2 separate regions of the Mus musculus genome follow, and region 1 is linked to region 2. The links are chromatin contacts, called in public HiChIP or PLAC-seq maps. All regions are on one chromosome and are shown on one strand. Each heading gives the region's core, a stretch centred on a gene start, on an enhancer-like site or on the middle of the called end of the contact. The rest is flanking DNA. Distances are from core to core; before and after follow the strand shown. Region 1 holds the start of Sqor (sulfide quinone oxidoreductase). Region 2 overlaps Slc28a2 (solute carrier family 28 (sodium-coupled nucleoside transporter), member 2).

Evidence for each region. HiChIP or PLAC-seq counts read pairs in DNA pulled down with a chosen protein or histone mark.
Region 1: a contact with region 2 is called in an H3K4me3 HiChIP or PLAC-seq map of bone marrow-derived macrophages, with 5 times the contacts expected there. The contact joins the promoter of Sqor here to the enhancer-like site in region 2. A contact is called at or near these places in 1 of 15 datasets of contacts at CTCF or cohesin (large pre-B cells), 1 of 484 Hi-C or Micro-C datasets (the C2C12 cell line) and 1 of 115 datasets of contacts at active chromatin or transcription factors (bone marrow-derived macrophages).

Annotation. Positions count from the first base shown.
Region 1 is chr2:122,762,986-122,770,054 of GRCm38.p6, reverse strand. Sqor (sulfide quinone oxidoreductase) reads right to left here and starts at 4,696. Exons shown (of 10, transcript NM_001162503.1): 1 at 4,616-4,696.
Region 2 is chr2:122,447,885-122,454,337 of GRCm38.p6, reverse strand. Slc28a2 (solute carrier family 28 (sodium-coupled nucleoside transporter), member 2) reads right to left here. Exons shown (of 20, transcript NM_172980.4): 7 at 6,385-6,453; 8 at 4,434-4,575; 9 at 3,299-3,412; 10 at 2,733-2,810; 11 at 2,275-2,355; 12 at 1,774-1,854. Among named protein-coding and RNA genes, the nearest start is that of Slc28a2, 25 kb to the right of the region's middle. Within about 2 kb of position 3,832, at least 4 of the 459 cell types and tissues checked have an H3K27ac peak or open chromatin away from gene starts, as enhancers often do. A contact at or near this core is called in bone marrow-derived macrophages, where this site is marked.

The sequences.
Region 1 (7,069 bases), core at 3,447-5,946, 310 kb before region 2:
AATCAAAACAAACATTATAATGATAAAACTCATTATTTCAGCAAGGAGAAAACAAAAATTATATTTACATAAGGAAAAGTTTTTGCCTTTAATAAAGGATACTGCACATGAGTGAATTTAATTGTTTTAACTGAAAGGTAAGGGTTTTGACTGGCTCACACAAAAAAATAAATAAGCCTTGTCTTAAGCTTGCTCCCATTTCCTAATTGTGAAGGGTACTTGACGCCTCACAATCCAGTTCACTATAAACAAAAACAAATGACTACCCATCTACTACCTCATCCACAATAGATTTGTAGTCAGATTTCCTGTCAAGAGCTCTACAAACCTGTGTTGGCCCAGCTACAAACCCCCTGGAAATGGAGGTCTCCAGTGAAGTAACTGGGTCACACAGCAAGGGTCAGCTTAGGCCCAGATTTTGTGAATCTTGCATTTGTTTCTTTGGATGGATGGATAGATGCCATAGACCACCCCTGTCAGGTATGGGGGTCCCTGGAATGAGGGTCCTCGAAGCTAGGTGGGTAAGGATTCGGCAGTAACAAACAGAAACAAACACAGAGGCAGTTTGAATCTGAGTGTATTTTGCAGCTCTCAAGCAGGGGATTTCGTACATTAAAAAACAAACATTACATCTCTTAGAAACTATATCCAGTGAAACAATCACAAATACCAACAAAAATCATTTGGCACAGTAAAGCACAAAAATCATCCAAGCATTACAACTCTGAAACTATATATTCGGTGAATCACAAACAGAACAGCTAACATCATTATAAATCATCAAAATATAGCAATTTTAAAAGGATGTATTCATTGGGGGCTGTTGTCCAAGACTAGTGGCATATTTCCAGGAGTAGGTTAATAAATCTTTAACAGTCAGTGCTCTTAACCGCTGAACTAACTCTTCAGCCCCATGGTCAATTATTATTTAACATATAATGCCTGATTTTTTTAATAAATCTTCAGTATGTGAATTTAAACTATTTTGATTCTTCCTAATTAAGGCTTTCTTTACCATATACCAAAATCCACCTCCAATGACACACGTGTAGCCATATGAAATTTTATTGTTGGGAACATTTTTATCTATCATAAGTTTTGTAAATGATTTTAAAAGTAAAGCACTGATTTCCCTGGGGATGAGGTCATGTTAGTGGCCCCATCTCTAGGGCCTAGGCTACCAGGAACATGTAAGTAAGAAAAGGAATAAGAGAAAACAAAACAGATAGATTGCCATGAGATCTACGGCTCAATATTTTTTCTCAGGGGAAGAGTTCCACAACCGGTTCCAGTAGGCCTCCCCCTTTTGAGGTCAATCACCTCAGCCTGTGGAACTTGTCACACAGATCCTACTGGAGGTGGTGTGGCAGATGGATGGATGGATGGATGGATGGATGGATGGATGGATGGATGGATGGATGGATGAATGGACGGATGGCCAGGAAAGTCTCTAACATGATACGTAAGTAAAGATAACACTGAACTCCAAATCCTTCCACTTCCATCTCCCAAATGTTGGGATTATAGGTATTCAGGCCACCACACCTGGCTTCCTGAATCATTAAAATTATCAGGATAAAATTACTCATCAGACCAAAGTACACTGGGTTTCAAAGGTATGTGCAGGAAAGTTATGAGGGGCGGAGTGTCACTATAAACAAACTGGTCACTTACTTTGGCTTGCCATAACCTGGAATCCAGCCCACAAGGTCTCAATGACAAGAGACTCTTTGATTACAGATTACATATATGTCGTTTGAATCTAGACGCTGAGTTCAGTTCTTTGATGGTTTGGATACAAGGAAATACACATAGGTAGCAGGTATGTCAGGTTCCATAACAGCTCACATCTTTCCTATGCCAGACCTAATAGCACAGCTACCCTTTTGCAACGAAGCTTTGTCTGAAGGACACCCAGGACACCCAGGTCTTCGTGACAGGTAGTACCAAATTGGGCTCATCTTTAACCATTATATGCCATGCTTTCTTCACACCAGGAAAAAGGACTCCACTAGATAGATTAAAGATTTCTTACTTCCTAAAACTGCATTCACTTCTCATTGGAAAGGGAGGAGAGGTGGGTGTTCAAACAGACAGCCAATAGGGATATTTGTCTACTGACTCCTTGGAATTTCTGTAGCAGAGAACAGCCAGATAAAATGCTTAGACCTGTGACATAATCAGAATAAAAACCAGTTATCCCATGTCTTGTACCATTATGCACTAATTCCCTGGAAAGCATCTATGCTTAAGTGCATCCTCCAAAGTATCAGAAAAGCATGGTGTGGGGGCATGGAGATCATCTGTGGGAGTTATTGCAATGTGTACTGTATGTACTTTCTCATGGCAATCACTGAAGAGGGAATTGCTGGCCCCCTCTCATAAGCAAGAAAGGACTTCACTATAGGACCATGGGTAGGTCTCTTTGAAGGTAGAAGTTTGATTTGAATGTAAGGGGTGGGCGTGTTAGTTCTCTTGAATGTAACAGCCTTTCTCTCGCTCTGATTTAGAATCAGCTTAAATCTGAGGAGTTGGAAAATCTCATGGTCATCGTCCAAACTTAGACAGGGGAAGAATGATCTGGCTTCATCCAGCTCAACTGTCATGAATATGCACAGAAGAACAGACCAGTTACAAGACCAACACTTCCATGGAAGCTCTCACTGTCTATAACGGAGGCTTAGTTGGCTTTAGCCCTAGTCTGGGCAGCTTTTAGTAAATTACCCACTGTTCTCCTATTTACCAATTCTCTAGAGTCAAAGTATTTGTGACAGTGAGGGATGCAGGGAGGGGAGGGAGAAAGAGAAAGAGAAGGAGAGAGAGAGGGGGAGAGAAAAAGAGAGAGAGAGGGAGGGAGATGTGCATCTAGGAATGCTTCCTCATGGGTTCTGTCTCCATTCTTTACAAGACATTTCCTACATTACAACACATCTTATTAACAAGCCTACGCATGGGCAAAAGAAACCTCTGGAATCCTACTTTCCTATCAAGACAGTTTGTCTTCTATGGCGAGGCACCAGACCCACAACAGACCCAAGGGCCCTCCCCAGTATTCACATCCCCAAGTTGGATTTATGGATTTGCTCTGATGGATTCAAAAGAAGCAATTAGTTTTAAACAGCCATTTCCCAAGCTTCCAGCTGTCTCCTAGATGCCTTCACAAGCAACCACCTCCATGTCATCCAGCAGACCTTTTATGTACCAGATTTAGGGATGTAAAGGCCAGTATCAGACAAGGTTGGGGGGGGGGGGCGTTTTACCTACCGCATCCCTCTGCATCAAGTTCAGTAGGGATGCTTTTCACCTGTGAGAAGGCATTAGGCTTGGGGGAGGAGTGCCGGGCTTTTCTCATTCTCTTCCTTAGGAAAAGCAGATGCCCAAAGAAGCTGGGGATAGAGGACATAGTGGTAGTTCAAGAAAGTGTTAAACCCAAGAAGCTAAGTTGCCTAACAAGTAATCAACACCCTTTCTGCTAACAGGGTATCTATCTAAATTGAGGTCCATTCATCTGAATGAAAGAAAAAAAAAATCTTCACCTTCCACTGATGTCTACTTGAAATTTAACATTCTCTTCAAGGACTGTGTAGGCAGCTGGCCACAGCAATATTAGCAGTATTTATGATGTTTTAGAAATGTGTTTACAGGTAGTGCCTATATCTTGAATTCTATATTCTGAGCTATTCAAAATTATAATAGTTATTTGCTTTTTAAATTTATATGGCATTCTTTTAAATACTTTAGTGGCTGTTTTCTTTCATCATAGCCTGCCTTAAATTTTATGTTTTTAAAAGTCTCTTGAGAGATAGATGGCTCAGTGGTTAAGAGCTCTTACGGAGGGCTTACTTCCAGAGGAATTGAGTTCAGTTCCCAGCACCCAGATGAAAGCTTATAACCCCAGTTCCAGGGCATTAGGCATACATGCAAACGAACTAACTATACACATGAAATAAAATAATAAAGTTTAAAGCAAAAAGGGAAATCTTCTAAGAAAGAGTCCTTAGTTTTCCCCCAAACTCAGAACTGTCAGAGGTAGCTGCAGGTTTTAAAAAAAAAAAAAAAGGATCAGAAAGCTGTGTTTACAGAGGAGAGGTTTACAGCCTGTGCAAACTCTCTGACTCAGCTTCAGTCTGTGAGCCCTAGAAGCTGGGGTGGCTCTCGGAGAAGTAAGTAAAAGTAAGGTGAAAAGTTTCACCAAAGAGCCTTTTCTCCCTTGTACTAATTGCCAATCAGCCTGGCCTGTGCTTCTCCGCTGACCACCTCCCACCCCCAGCGCCCTGGGTACCTCCCCAGATCAATGCCAGTCTCAACCCACCCGGCAGGCAGGGCAAGGTGCTGAGTGACAGACAACAAGTGGAACTAACGTTTCTGAAATTCCCACGCACCGAGACCACACGTCCAAGCTGTGTGGGTGGAGAGGGTGCCAGGGCCATCCTCTCTGCATCGCTGAGGCTGGGCCACTAAGGAGAAAGCATTGAAGTCCACCGAGTCCCAGACCAAAGGGGAGTCTGTCAGGGGTTGGAAAAGAAGAAGGGCGGCCGGGAGCGCGGAGACAGAACCGAGGTGGGCGACAGCGAGCGGCTATAGGAGGGTAACAGCGTCGTGGGGTGCGTCTTACCGGGCTGAGCGACACCGTGGGCCCCAGCGCTGGCGCAGCAGAAACTACTGTGGCGCTGGAGCGCTGGCCTCGCATAGCCCCGCCTGGCCGCCGGGGCGGGGAGGCAAAGGCCAGGGGCGGGGACAGCCACCACCCCCACACCCCCAACCTCCGGAGGAGGAAAGGCCGCCAGGGCGCTACCCAACAACAAACCCGGAGGGGAATGCGCACCTTGGAGCAGGCACGGACACCGGAGGCATGGGTGGTATGGGTGATCCTTGCTCCCCATGTCCTGCGACTGTCCCCACGCAGCCTAGACGCTTTTCTTACGCCTGGGGTGCAGACAAGGCCACCTCTACTCAGAACCGCGCGGCACCTTCCCCTGGAACCTGCTGGCTCCTAGGAGTTGTTCTTTTGGTGCCTGACAAGTCACTGTTCTGCCCCTTCTAAGGACTGACTGTTTGAAGGCACAAGCCAGAGACCGCGGCTTCATGTGTTAAAACAAATACAGTTCCTAAAAGTTGCTAAGGCCTCAACTTAAAAAAAAAAAAAAAAAAAAAAAACCTCAAAGAACACGCAAATGCCACCAACTTTTTTTTTAAGCATAACTAAGTTTCTTTCGCACTTGTTTGATTATATGCATTTTAATAGTTTTTGAGTCACTTCTTTCAAACTGTCTTCACTCTGAAGGATCTATAGAAAAATTGCTTGGTCGCAAACAGGGACTACGGGTTTGATGGTAAGCCTGGTGGCACTTGCTGGCACCTGCACCTGCAACACTGCCTCCCTAGTAATTTTCCGTGACTTTGTGCAGCAACAGGTAAGTCTGGTAAAGAACTTGGAAACAAAACCAAATGTGATCTGTATTTACTGATAAAGCTATTGCTGGAAACAGCGTATTAAGACTATGTAAAAATAATCCTTAATGTCTGCCATACTCTAAACTAAAACTGAATTTATTTTATCAATAAAATGTTTCACATACTTGAGAGTTGAGGCAAGGGGCGGGGCACCAGAAAAAAATGTTCAGGCCTCAGGACAGTTAATTGTTGTATAGTACTGAACATAACCCTGATTTCCACCCTCTAAGTGCCAACAATTGTAGCCCAAAGTTTTGACAAAAGCAAAACTCTACACACATATTTCCAAAGCAATTCGTACTATTCTTCATCTCTCCTTCCTCTCCATCCTCATTAAGAAGTCCTGGTTCCTGTGAATGAATCAAGGGCAGTCTGTTTGCAGGGTGTTTGGAGGTCTATGGCTGGAGAATCGAGTTGGAAGCCGTGTCCTGAATAGTTCCCACACGCTGGGGCATCTATGTATCGTTCTATTACCCCACTGAAGTCCCTTCTTTCCATCAGTGTCTTGCCCATCAGACATTAAGACTGAGAAGTTACTCCATTGGCATTCCCCTTTTTCTTTCTATAATATTTTATTTACTTATTTAGTGTGCATGTGTGCACGTGTACATGTGTGTCATGAGGCACAGGTGGAAGTTAGAGGTCAACTTCCCAAAGTCAATTCTGTCCTCCAACAGATGGATCCCAGACCATCGGGCTTAGAACCAGGCAGGCATCTTTACCTGCTGACCCATCTCGCCAGCCCAGTCATTCTTTCCTCAGATGGTTATTCTCCATCTTGTCCGCTGAATGTCAAGTGAGCCCTGTGGCTGCTACTGTCTGGACCTACACTTGATTCCCATCCATATGAGGTTTCCAGAGTAGTGAGTGTGCAGACAGGGAGATGGGAAACTAAGAGAAATATTAAAGGATGGCAAGAAAGCTTGGGGGGGAGCATGGTGGGGGAAGGGGGCATGATGTGTAGTGGGGGAGGGGGCATGATGGTGAGGAACAAATACCTATCCAAGAAGATCCGGGCATAAGGAAATATAGACTGGCGACCCCCAGGAAGCCATGCAGACCCATACTAGGAAGGGCACTAGCAGGAATGAGCAGCAATAGAGCGTGGAAAGGAAAAGGAGAAAGCAAAGACACTGGAGTAAGGGCAAGGCAGAGGGATTCTCCAGGCATGCTGCTTTAAATGCACCTGCTTGGAGCCCATTAAACAAGCCCCACCCTCATCTCTGAAGCAAATGCTTCCTTGGGTGAATGTGTAGCTAGAGAAGTGGTTTATTCTGCCCCAGTAAACCTTCCTACTTGTGATAGCCACTCATCCAGAGAGACACCAATCCTCACGAGCTACTATGAGACTCATTGGGAAGTTGGGGGGGGTGGGGATTTCTGGAGCAAGCAGCACACACTGTCCCTCCTGACAGACCAACAGGAAGTCTCCTAACCAGAAGGGAAGTGAGCAGAGATACAGAGAGTATATTACCTTTTCATATGTGGCCTTCAATAGGCAGTTCCAATCTCTCCCAGATTGCTGCATTCCTCGCAGCCAAACTGCTTGTAAAATAGCCAAAATTGTATCAAGCTACAGCGCAGTTAGAGTTTCTTCATCTGTATCACAGGAGAT
Region 2 (6,453 bases), core at 2,583-5,082:
CTGTTTTCACGTGTTCCTCTAGCATATTATAGAATACTGTAGACAACTGGTGTTCATTTACTTTGTTTTCGGTGTCTAAGTCCATGAGCTTAGTGAGTAAATTATAGAGTACAGTTCCATTGCTGACCACACACTAGATGTCTACAGAGCATGTATTAAAGGAACTGAAAATAGCTTATCTAAGCTAATGCTGTATGAAATAATAAGAAAATAATGTCAAGCCAACAACAAAGTTCAGCCTGGAGACCTGATATCAATATCTAGAACCCATAAGGAAAGAAAAACCCGGCATCCACAAGTTGTCCTCTGACCTCCATATGAGAGCCATGATACATGACTACTTACACACATACGAAAGAGAGAGAGAGAGAGAGACAGAGAGAGAGAGAGACAGAGAGAGAGACAGAGAGAGAGACAGAGAAGAGAGGAGAGATGAGAGAGGAAGAGTCATTAAACAAAATATAATTTTTTAATGAAATGTCTGTAATTTTTATTAATTAGGAAGATTCAAGGAGGAAATGACCTAGCCTTAATCTATTAGGTCATGTATCCTTTAATGAGTGTCAGCAAAACGATGGATTAGCTTAGTAGAGCACTAAGGCAAGGGCCCTGCTCTTAGATGATTAGGTCTAGCTGGAAAAGTTCAACTGATTATAGATAATTTTAGCAAAATGTAAGGTCATGATAAAAGAATCCAAAAGTACTGTGAAAACAGATCAAAAGCAGATAAACAGCCCAAGGCTTTGGGAGAAAAAGACCCCAATTGTTAACTTCTTACTCATTTGAAAAACTATTGTCCCTAATGTTGATTTGACCAGTCAATAGCATAGATTTAACACTGAAATGGTTAATGTTGATTATCAATAATTGATAGAATCTCCTCAAAATGACTCTAGGAATGCCTGTGAGGGGTTATCTTGATAGGTCAGCCTGTGAGAGATTATTTTAATTAGATTAAAGCAGAAAGACCCATTCTAAAAGTGGTTAGGACATTTCCTAGGCTTGGGTCCTGGGTGCTGGGCACAAGCACCAGTGGCCTTAAGCTCCTGTCACCAAGCTCTTCCCAATAGGGTGGCTGTACTCTCAAGCCGTGAGTCAAAATGAATCCTTTTTCTCTTAATACACCTTTTTTTTCCAAGGTATTTAATCACAGCAAAGAGAAAGACATCTATTGCACACAAACACATGCTCTTCCACACAGATGGATACACTGAGAAAGATGCTGTGTGAAGAAGAGTCCTGACAGTTCTGAGCAAGACAAGCCATTGCCTCCTCAGAGACCTCAGAAAAATCACGGTGAATCACAGCAAGAAACCAGAGGTAGCTCAACCATCCTTCCCAGCTCCTGAGGGGATAAGGCTTAGACTAGGACATTCCCCTATATAAGAAGCTGGATAGTGTGTCTGGACTGTGCATTAGGCATCGAGTTCTCCTTGACCCTCTGAGGATTCTTTCATAAAGACTGACTGCCCCATGGTCTCCATTTATCTGACTTCCATAAGAAAAATGAGCTTTTCAAGCCATGTGATGACACATGTGTATATGTTCAGCACTTGAGACGGGGGGAAGCAGGAAAATCAAGAATTCAAGTTCAACCTCAACTACATAGTGAGTATGATGTCAGCCTGGACTACATGAGACCCTGTCTTAGAAAAACAGGAAGGAAGGAGGTTGGGAGGGACAGGAGAGGGAAAATCCTCTTTCCAAATTTGTTCTCTGCCAAGCTCTCAGTTCTTGAGAGATTAGAAAAACAGAAGGCTCCAGGGTACTTACCATCCCCACAAAGATGTTTCCTGCCACGGCCAGGGTCTCTGCAGCAGTGGTACCCATGGTAATTTGCAGGAACCAGGCAACCTACAAGAAACCAGACACATAAATCTTCAACATTAGCAGGAGTCTTGAATAGTGTCCAACAAAACCCCTCCCTGCTATTCCATTTAGTGTTAAAGAAACTGAAGCCTGGAGAAATAGTGTGGCCCAGAGTAACAGAACAAGTTGCAAACATATTAGCCAGAGCTCAGGCCTTGGGGCTTCTAGAACAAGCAAATTCAACCCAGTATGAAAGAGCTTCTTACCATGTTCTGCCTCCAGCCTATCTCAGGCCTGGGCAATCATTTGATACCAGGATGCTTCAGAGAGATTGCCTTTTCAAATTGGTTCTCATTCTCCATATCCTATGTATTTACTTTCTCCCCCAATGTGTAAGTATAAACTCATTCATTCCCCCTGAAAGATCCAAGCTGAAGGTCCTTTTGTGGAAACCAAATGCCTCACCTTCTGAATCACCCACTGCACAAGGCCCAGGTAGTAAAGAATAGACATCACACATCCGAAGAAAATAATGATTGGCAGAGACTGCAACAAGAACGGAGGCAGCGTGTGAGAGATTGTACTGTGTGTGCTCAGTGTGTCGTGAGCTAGGTCTTGCAGGCTTCTAAACAGAGCTCTGGGAATGACCAGGGAATTGGATGCAGTGTAGTTTAGGAATAAACTCAGAATGCACTGCAGGCTATCAAACTATCAGCATTAAACACAGACTATTTCCTGAGCCTCTCCCCGCACCCAACTTTAAACCAATTTCATAATGGTAAGGATCATGGGGAAAGAGTAGACTCCTCTCCAGGATCAAGTTGGTAAATGCTTTCTGGTCTTGTGAACACACACATTGTTCCCATCTCTATTCCCCTGTCCTTCACTGGCATTGTCATTCCTGCCCACAAAACAAGTTTTACCTGAAAAGCAAAAACATTTTGGACCAGTGTATCACCAAAAACAAAACTGGATCCTTCCACAGTATAAGCCAAGAAAATCTGAAGTGGGAAGAAAAGGGACAAGAGTTAGGACAGGCGGGCCACAGAGAAAGATGGGATTGGACTCAGGTGTGACCACCTGTGAGCCATGTCCCAAAAGTTGGTCACGAAATGACAGACTCAGCAAATCACTTCTCTACACTTACATTGTCACCTGAACCCCATTACTCTCTTTCTTTACCCGACCACATTCTGTATACTACCTGAACCCCACTATTCTCTCTACCCAACTGGATTCCGTATTCTCACCTGAACCCCATTACTCTCTCGCTTTACCCGACCACATTTTTATACTACCTGAGCCCCACTATTCTCTCTACCCAACTAGATTCTGTATTCTCACCTGAACCCCATTACTCTCTCTCTTTACCTGACCAGATTCTGCCACACCATCATTACGGTGTAGTTCCAAAGCCCTCTGCTTCCCTAAAATCAACCTTCTCTGGGGTTCCTGGTAAAGAAAAACTCTGACATTCAACTCCCTGTACCTGGATCTGATCTCCCAGCCATTGAAATGCATTAAATCCAGGTTCAGTTCTGATGACCAAAATTCCAAAGATGAACTGAAGGCCCAGGCCCCAAAACACCGTCCTCCAGCACACCTGGGACCAAAAAGAAAATATTCCAGCATGAGTTACAAACCTTGCTCAGCCATTGCCTAATTCAACCATGTGCTGGGAGTGGGGCTCAGTGAGGGTGGTAACAGTCTCAGATAACATAGCTGTGCTGGCTAGTTTTATGTCAACTTGACACACACTAAAGTCATCTAAGGAGAAGTAATCTCAATTGAGAAATGCCTCCATAAGATTGAGCTGGAAACAAGACTGTATGGCATTCTTAATTAGATGGAAGAGGGCCTAGTCTATTGTGAGTGATGCCACCCCTGGGCTGGCAGTCCTGGGTTCTATGAGAAAGCACGTGATCAAGCCATGTTGAGCAAGACAGTCAGCAGCACCCCTCCATTGCATCTGCATCCGCTCCTGCCTTCAGGATCCCGCCCTGTTTGAGTTCCTGTTCTGACTTCCTCTGATGATGAACAGTGATGGGAAAGCATAAGACAAATAAAACCCTTTACTCTCCAAGTCGCTCTCAGCCATGGAGTTCCACCACAAAAATAGCACAGGGAACAGGAAGAAGGGTAAGAAAAAGTATGATGATATTGTAAATAGGCAAATATATCCATACTGATTTTTAAAATAAGTTAGATTACAGTAAAGACACATACATGCAAATAGCGTATGCAAACATCAATCCTGCACAATGCCATATGATTCTCTGACATGATCTGTTTTCTTCCTTCCTGCCTGCCTTCCTTTCTTTCTTCCTTTTTATTTCTTCCATTCTTTCTTTTTCTTTCTTTCTTCCTTTCTTCCTTCCTTTCTTCCTATTTGATTTTATTTTTCTTTAATGCTGACTAGATTCATATATACCACAGTAACAATTAACAGACCAAATGTCTCTAAAAGCTTTCAAACTCGCATAGGAATAAACCTGTCAGAGGAAGATTCCAGAAAATATTGGTTATCTCTGTCTTTATCATGAGTACCTGGCACGGACACTTTACAATCACATAGCCCTTGCTGTGTGTTTCTATGCCCAAGCTAAATCCCCCCCCCAACTCACCGCACTGTGGTGTTTGGAGCAGGCAAAGAGGATGAGGATGAACATACAGATTCCTGCAAAGGAGATCAGCTGCTCTGGTCTTTGAGCTGTGTCGAGAGCCAGCCAGAGGATGAGGCCAACAACAGAGAGTCCTACGAACACCCTGGAGGAGGAATGACAACACTCTGTCACCAACTCAGGTGATGAACAGCAGAGAAGCTCCTAGTCAGAGAATCCCTGAGATAATGCAAGAGCTTATTCCTCGTTAGACAGAGATGGACCTTGAGAATCATCTGGTAGCACCCTAGCATCTGCTTCCCCCTCCCAATTTACATAAATAAGTGTCTGATCTGAGGATACAAACCACATAACTTCTCGTTTCTCATACAGACATATCAATAAAATGTGATGTACAGACTCATCCATGAAGGATGAAGGTGCTTCCAGTGACTAATCCAAATACTGAAAACAGAAGAAAATGATGAGCTGGTCCCCTGTGGATTGCTACTCCTTTTTTAACCACTCCAAAGGCTAGGATCAAATACACCATCTACGGACTTAAAGCCTTTACTACATAGACTAGAGGCTGCAGATATAGCTTAGCAGAGCATTGCCTAGAAGTTACAAGACCCTGGGTCCAATCCCTAGCCTACCAAGATAAATAAGGAGTCAGTCATGTGTTGCAAACCTTAGGAAGAGGAGGCATAAGGAATGTGATTTTAAGATTGGGATTTGGGATTGGAGAACTGGCTGAGCACCTGAGAATACTTATGCTTGTGGTGGACTCAGGATCAATTCCCAGCACCCACACAGTGGTTCACCAGCCATCTGTATGTAACTCGAGCCCAAAGGGATCTGATGCACTCTTCTGTACACAGTGGTTACCAGTCATGCATTAGGCACACATGCATACATGCAGACAAAACACTCATACACATAGAATTGAAAAAACAGTTCATTTATGTTTATGAGCAAGTTTGCGCCTAGACTCTAAGAGTGTTTCTCAACCTGTGCGACAAGACGCCTTCGGGCGGTCATATATCAGATAACATACATATCAGATATTTACGTTATAATAACCATCATGTAATTATGATACATAACAGTGACAAAATTGCAATTAGGTTAGCAATGAAACCATTTTCTGGTTGGGGGTTACCACACCATGAAGAACTTAATTTAGAGGTCACAGCATTAGGAAGATTGACAGCCACTGCTCTGAGGGGCTATAAAGACAAAAACAGGTAGAGGGGCTCTGGAGGACTAGAGGGGAAGGAGCTAAATCACAGGGCAGGAAGAGGCAACCTGGCCTTTGCATAGGTAAGAGCCTGGAGGCCACTCAGGAACTGTCAAAAGAAGATATTCAAGAGATGGTTTTGATGATCAGCCATCTCTTGTCTAAGATGCACAAGGCCTTGGCTTAAATCCCCACCATTCCATGAACTGAGTGTGGTAGTGCATGTGTAATCATGGCACTCAAGAGGTGGAGGCAGGAGGATCAGAAGTCCAGAGTCATCCTTTGCTACAACCTTGGCTACATAAAGAGTTCTGAGACCACCCTGGACAAGAGACCTTGTCTCATGATAAAGAAAAATAAAAGACAAGAAAGAGAAAGGGAGGGGAAAGGAAAGCCCTCATTGGTGAGTTAATCCACTGACCCTTTCACAATTTAAAGGACTGTTAGGAGGTGGAGGAAACTATAGAAGGTGAGACCTAACTGGTGCAGGTCAATTACTGGGACACCTTGTGCCAGGACCCTTACCCTACTGACATCCTTGCCTCCTGGCCTCCATGATGTGAACAGTTTATTTCACCTGTTCACTTCCCACCATGATATTCTACCCTATCAGCAGCCAACATTGATGGAGCTAAGCAACCGTACGCTAAGCCTCTGAAACTGGGAGCCAGGATAGCTTTTGCATTATTCTTAGGTACTTTGTGAACAGCAACAAAAGCTGATTGACACACTTACCGCTTTGCCCAAAGATTCAGGTGGGTGTTTTCCAGAGGCTTCAAGCATCTTAGTTGTTCTTTAGGAAAG